Linked DNA regions of Ovis aries: region 1 is linked to region 2. Evidence: chromatin contacts called from public Hi-C data. All regions are on one chromosome and are shown on one strand. Each heading gives the region's core, a stretch centred on a gene start, on an enhancer-like site or on the middle of the called end of the contact. The rest is flanking DNA. Distances are from core to core; before and after follow the strand shown.

The links. Hi-C and Micro-C count contacts between places; a contact is called where the count stands out from the background.
Region 1: a Hi-C map of liver shows a contact between it and region 2, with 5 times the contacts expected there. The contact joins the promoter of ELL2 here to the enhancer-like site in region 2. A contact is called at or near these places in 7 of 16 Hi-C or Micro-C datasets (blood, hypothalamus, liver and 1 more).

The regions. Positions count from the first base shown.
Region 1 is chr5:92,916,361-92,919,778 of ARS-UI_Ramb_v3.0, reverse strand. It overlaps ELL2 (elongation factor for RNA polymerase II 2), which reads left to right and starts at 1,651. Exons shown (of 12, transcript XM_027970525.2): 1 at 1,651-1,938. The coding sequence starts at 1,783. LOC114115026 (a long non-coding RNA gene) reads right to left here and starts at 1,506. Exons shown (of 6, transcript XR_003589533.3): 1 at 1,465-1,506.
Region 2 is chr5:92,814,876-92,818,177 of ARS-UI_Ramb_v3.0, reverse strand. No RefSeq gene overlaps it. Among named protein-coding and RNA genes, the nearest start is that of TRNAG-CCC, 34 kb to the right of the region's middle. Within about 2 kb of position 1,342, at least 27 of the 54 cell types and tissues checked have an H3K27ac peak or open chromatin away from gene starts, as enhancers often do. A contact at or near this core is called in liver and tail adipose tissue, where this site is marked.

The DNA.
Region 1 (3,418 bases), core at 402-2,901, 100 kb before region 2:
GCTTTCCTGTGGCGTAACAACACTTAATACAGGCGTTTCCACTTAACCCATATTCTATGCAAGGAGGATTCGTTCAGTAATTTGTTTACAGAACGAATCTGTAATCTGTTCTGTCATCTGTAAGGCTCAAGGGTCTGAAACGCGAGGTAGTGTACATGAACGGTAGGGGATTGATTAAAAGCGGGAGGTGAATCATGGAAAACTCCCACTTGGAACTGCCTGGAAAAAAATAATGGCACTATCCAATTTAAAAGTATGGGAAACACTGATTAAATACCTATACATTTTTCCTGGGGACATCCCAGTCAACGCAACGGAGTTTTACAATCTGAGGGAAACAAAAAAGCGTCTCAAATTTTTTTAAGTAATTGAAAAAAAAAAGACCTTGCAGTAGTTTCATGCCTTTGAATAGTTTGCTTTTTTAATATCTGGTGTCGCTGATCTCCGGTTAACTCATCGTCTGACCGGAAGCCTGTCCAGTGGATCCACACGCCGCGCTGAAAAGCGCTCGGGCTTAGGCGTCTTCCTTTAGCCACGCCCACACACGGAGCGTCGCAAGGAACGGAATGTGCGCCCAGCCTCCTCACCCCCTCACGCGCCGGTCTCCTCCACTTAACAGCAACAGCTCAAACACCTCCCTGTCAGATGAAACGGACAGAACCCAGACGAAACCAGGGCATGATGTCGCTGTGTCTCTTAATATAAGTGAAGGCCACTTAAACTCTCCTACTGCCCTTCGAAAGGAAAACCCTAAGTTCCGCCCCAAGTCCCATGCGTGCATGCATAATTTATACATAACCCTGCTCCTACTTTGGAGAATTTCAAAGGAACGGAATACATTTCTCCGGGATGGCAACCGGGCACGGCGTGGGAAAACCCTTCAATTTCCGTTTTCTGCTGTGCCCACCGCACCAAAGCCTCAGGTACCGGTTCCTAAACTAGCTTCACGTTCGTTAAGAGGCTTCACACAATCTAGCAGAATTCTTCAAAGCCAGGGGCCAACTCGCTAATTTCAAATTTCGGGCGAAAGGATGACGAGGAAGAGCGTCCTCCTCCCCAGTTCCAGCCGCTCATCAAAGCGGTGAGTTCTGAGGAGCAACTCTCCACAAGTGACTGCGATCTTCCCTCACACGCACACATCCTACTCCACAGGCTAAAGCAGCCGTCGGGGAACGAAGTCTTTACTTGGCCATCAATTTGGGGTAGGGAATCTCCCTCCCCAAGGACCACCAGCGCAGGAAGAGTCTCCTCCACTACACTCCCACCTCTGAGTACCCCCACAAGGGGCGGAGCTCGGCCTCCAGGGAGTCAGACCAGGCAACCTGGACACCCTAAATTAGCAGGAGATTTCCCCAACACACACCCCCAAACCAGCCTGGCCAACAGCCGCCCGTGAAGCAAGCCGATCAGGCGTGACGTCAGGTGTGATTAAGTTGGTGCGTCACCTCGACGTCAGCCTCTCACCTCTCGGACGTCCCGTCCCGGGAGCAAAACTCCGGCTACTTTGGGCTCCGCCCCGTGAGAGTGGGAGGTGGCCAATAAGGGCGGTCCTGAGGAGCCCCGGGGTCCAATGAGACGAGCCAGGGGCGGGGCAGGAGGCCGGAGGGCGGGGCGGGCGGCGGCGGTGGCCGCCGGAGGTCTGGCCTGCGCGCAGTATATGACAGTACGTCAGCAGCGGGATGGCCGTAGCTGTGGCGGCGGCTGCAGACGCCCGAGCAGCCGCGGCCGCAGTGGAGGCTGGAGCCCGAGCGGCGTCGGCGGCGGCACCCCGGGGAGTTTAAGATGGCGGCGGGGGGGGCGGCGGCGGCGGCGGGTCTGCGGGAAGAGCAGCGGTACGGGCTGTCGTGCGGGAGGCTGGGACAGGACCACATCACCGTACTGCATGTGAAGCTCACCGAGACGGCGATCCGCGCGCTCGAGACCTACCAGAGCCACAAGGTGAGGCCGGGCGGCTGAGAGCAGGGGGGAAAGGGCGTCCCCGGCCGCCCAGCCGCGCCGCCCCCTGACCGACCCGGCTGCACCTGGCTCGGGGCTGGCGGAGCGGTGACTCGCTTCGGCTGCCGTCCGCGCGCGCCGCGGCGGGGCAGGGCAGGGCCGGGCGAGGGTGGCTGACGGCCGCCGCCGTCCGGGGCCGGCCAGGCGCCGGGGCGTGTGGCCGGGGGAGGCGAGCGGGCGAGCGGGCGGGCGGGCGGCCCCTGGCGGCGGGGCCGAGGCCGCCGCAGCCCCTGCGCTGCGGGGACTTTCCGACGGCGCCCGCGGGGCTTTTCTAGCCTTTTCGGTCCCGCTGAGGGAGAGAGGCAACCAGGGAAGAGATGAGTGAAATGGCTCCTCTGCCCCCACGACGTTTGGGGGTGGATGGGAGGAGGGCAGCGTCCAGACGCCGAACCGAGAGGACCGGCTGGCACTAGCCGTCCGCTTCGGGGGGTGGGGGGCGTCCCAACCGTAGAGCCGCGGAGAGCCCGGGACCCAGGCGCTCCGCGTGTGAAGGTGGGACACACACTTTACCCGCAGGGACTTGGGGACACATGGGCGGCCGCGTACGGGGCGTGGAGGGGCGGGTGGGGTGGGTGCCCACCGTGTACTCTCAGAGGCTGATACGGGCGCTCCGCGTACGCGGGCGGAGGAGGGCACACGGGCGTTCCCAGAGAACCGGGGAGTCACACACACACACACCCAGCGCTCACCCGGGAGCAAGGACCTCGGTCCCCTAGAGAGAAGGATTCTCGGTGGCTCCTCATCCCCCAAAGACGCGTCGCTCGCGGCTGGGGCTGACTCACTGACCTAGAGAGAGACCAGCATCGGGGTGTCGGGGTGCAGGGCTTGGGGGGAGGTGGTTACACTGCATTCTGGGCAGACTCGGGTGTCGCACCCCGCTCCGCCTTCCGGAGAGAGCGTGGACACAGACACACACAACTCGAGCATAGCGAAGGCTCACAGACTCAGCGATTGTAGAGGACACACCAAGGAACGCGTTTGCAGGTTTTAGGGGGAAAAAAAGTGAGAGAGAGCTTGGAAGGCACTGCGAAGGGACGCAGCAAGCGGAGTGCTGGGGACGCCGTTTATGGCCATGCAGTACCGTGTGTGGGTGAGGGAGGCAGAGTGGACGCATCGCGAAAGGGAAGGCAGAGATCATCTGAGAAATCGCTTAACAGTCGCTCGGAGAAGAGAGACATCCGTGGAGCAGAGAACCCGCAGGGCATCCCGACAAAGAGCCGAGCCCATGCCACGGAAACACGCACCGATTAACTGATCTCATAAAGCAGGCGCAGAGGCCAGGAGGACACCCGGACACACACAGTTTTTCAGATAAAAGTGGAGAAAGGAATTAACATCTGTTGAGCTCCCACTAGTGCCAGGCACTTTAAATGCTTCGAAGGAAGGCCCAGAGCAGCAGGCAAAAATGGCAGGAGAGATGTGA
Region 2 (3,302 bases), core at 93-2,592:
GGATTGGATATCAACAGAAAAAAGTCCTGGCAGGTGGCAATTAGCTAAAAGTTAGGAATGAGGGTGCAGGGAACTTTGGGGGGATGTGTATGTGCTTAGTCACGTCCAGCTCTCTGCAGCCCTATGGACTGTCCGTGGAATTCTCCAGGCAAGAATACCAGAGTGGGTTGCCATTTTCTCCTCCAGGGGATCTTCCGGACCCAAAGGTCGAACCTTCGTCTCCTGCACTGGCAAGCGGATTCTTAACCACTAGTGCCACCTCATATTCTCTTGGGGATGTATTTCCCCCTAAATGTGGTGAAGAAGGATCCAGAGCAGCCTGCTGGAAAGGCTGGCGAGGGAAACATCTTTGCAAGGCCCAGGGACGCTACCCGATGTACAGTGGATTCCAGGCCAGTGGCCAATGAAAAGCTTTCCCCGAGCCTCCACCACCTTCCAAGTTAATTCTCTTCAGGTGCTCCACCTGATGGTATTATTCAGGCTCCTTGTTCACTGGCTCAAACCCTTCCAAATCCTCCCAGGTCTCTTGTTTGTCTCTTTACTTTTAATCCCATCTTGTCTGTTTCCCAGAATATCAAAATTTGCCCATAATCCTCAGTACAGATCAACTCCAGGTGTCTACAATTTTTTTTTTCTAGGTGTTACAAAAAAAAAAAAAAAAAAAGAAGAAGCAGCAGCTCTGAGCTAGTTTCCTCACCTACCTGCTCCCACGCCTGGTCCAGTCATGGTTATCTCCCTGAATAACCCCTCCTGGGCCCCCTGCCAGAAAATATTTTGCAAGTTTCCCTTGAATTTTTACATGGCAGACTTCTGAAACATGTAAATAATATATAAGGCCAACCTATTTGGGGAGCTAAGAGCAACCAAAACTCTTCAACTGCAAATCTGCCCCCCAAGTTGGTTTTGCCTTTAAAAAAAAAAAGGACTTGTGAAATATTCGAGTCTCTTGTTAACGCAAACAGCACCCGGTGACCTAAAACTTCAAGCAACGGCCCAAAGTGAGGGGAAGTGTGCTGTTGACTTGGATTTACAGAAAGTGAGTGTGACTCATGGCAAGGTCCTGCGATCTCGCACGAACTCATTCTGCCTGCAAAAGCCCGGGGATCAGTGGGTGAGCCAATGTCAACCTCGGCCAGGCAGGCAGAAGCCCTTTGTTTTTCCCGTCGTGCGGAAACGCCAGGTCCCCGCGGCTTCTGACAAAGGGCCTCGTCCAGCCGGCGTGTCACCGTGCGCGTTGGCCACGGCGGACGCCCGAGGACGTGCGCGCGCGGACCCGCTCCCCGACTGGCCGGCGTCGCGGCGGCCTCGGCCGGGGAGAGAGGGCAGGCGGGCTGGGGCGCAGCGCCCCCTGCTGGACGCCGGCGACGGCGCGGCGGGCTCGAGTTGACCGCGGACCCAGAGCCTCCTGCCGGGGACCGCCGAGGCGGCCCAGCAGCCCGCTCCAGTGTTCTTGCCTGGAGAGTCCCAGGGACGGAGGCGGCTGGCAGGCTACGGTCCATTCTGGAAAGAGAACAAAAACACTAGCAGGGATGTGCACCCTTTATCCAAACCAATCCTCGAGGCCACGCACCCTCCTTTCCTCACCATAGCATGTGGCTGGTGTGTGTGTGTGCCCACGTGTGTGCAGGAACACAGCGAGGCTGCATATTCAGGACTGTCTGCACTGACCTCCCAGAGTGGACATCATCATATGCCTTTCTGGGTTGGTAAGCAGCTCCCCAGCTGACAGAGGCTTTTGCATCAAGTATCCCCCTTCCTCTCCCACTGCTCTGTACAACTAGTAACACAGTCTCAACCTAAGGACTGCCAGCTCCCTGGCTCTGCTAGTAGAATTACTCATAACCTAGCCACGTCTGAGGATGACGGCTCACTGAGGAGCTTTCCCCTTTTCCAAAGATTTCGCCCACATGGAAACAAAGGCTTGTCATAATCCCCTAGCCGGTCAGGTCAGGCTGTCAGCATGGAGCAGATCAAGGGCTGACATCTAGATGAAGTCAACCACCGCTGGCTGCGGGAGGGAGCAGTCTGCAGGCACAGCTCAGCAGCTTCCAGGTGGCGGGTACTGGGAAACTCCCAGGAAACTTACAGACTGTGAGTGGTTTTGCCAGAACCTCCCTGGCTCTTGAGGGTTGTGCTCATATATGTCACGCTCATAGGAAACTTTTCTTGCCTAAGAGGTTATGGACCTAAATCCAGGCGGGTTTGTGAAAGCAGGAAGCCTGAAAAACAAGGCAAAGATGTCAGATGAAGGGTGCTGCTGCTTTGGCAACAGTGTTCACAGACTGTGTGAGGGACACCAGTGACCCAAAATACTGATGCTTCGGGATTTTCCTCGTGATTGAATAATAAAAATTACAGTATCTTACGAGCTTACTTTAGAATAATAGAACAATAGAATGGGAAAGACTAGAGATCTCTTAAAGAAAATTAGAGATACCAAGAGAGCATTCCATGCAAAGATGGGCTCAATAAAGGACAGAAATGGTACAGACCTAACAGAAGCATAAGATATTAGGAAGAGGTGGTAAGAATATACAGAAAACTATATTAAAAAAGATTTTCATGATCCAGATAATCCTGATGGTGTGATCACTCACCTAGAGCCAGACATCCTGGAATGTGAAGTCAGGTGGACCTTAGGAAGCATCACTATGAACAAAGCTAGTGGAGGTGATGGAATTCAGTTGAGCTATTTCAAATCCTGAAAGATGATGCTGTGAAAGTGCTGCACTCAATATACCAGCAAATTTGGAACACTCAGCAGTGGCCACAGGACTGGAAAAGGTCAGTTTTCTTTCCAATCCCTAAAAAAGGCAGTGCCAAAGAATACCCACACTACCGCACAATTGTCCTCATCTCACATGCTAATAAAGTAATGCTCAAAATTCTCCAAGCCAGGCTTTAACAATATGTGAACCATGAACTTCCTGATGTTCAAGCTGGTTTTAGAAAAGGCAGAGGAACCAGAGATCAAATTGCCAACATCCATTGCATCATTGAAAAAGCAAGAGAGTTCCAGAAAAACATCTATTTCTGTTTTACTGACTATACCAAAGCCTTTGACTGTGTGGATCACAATAAACTTTGGAAAATTCTGAAAGAGATGGGAATAACAGACCACCTGACCTGCCTCATGAGAAATCTGTATGAGGGTCAGGAAGCAACAATTAGAACTGGACATGGAACAACAGACTGGTTCCAAATAGGAAAAGGAGTACGTCAAGGCTGTATATTGTCACCCTGCTTATTTAATTGATATGCAGAGTACATCATGAGAAATGCTGGGCTGGATGAAGCACTAG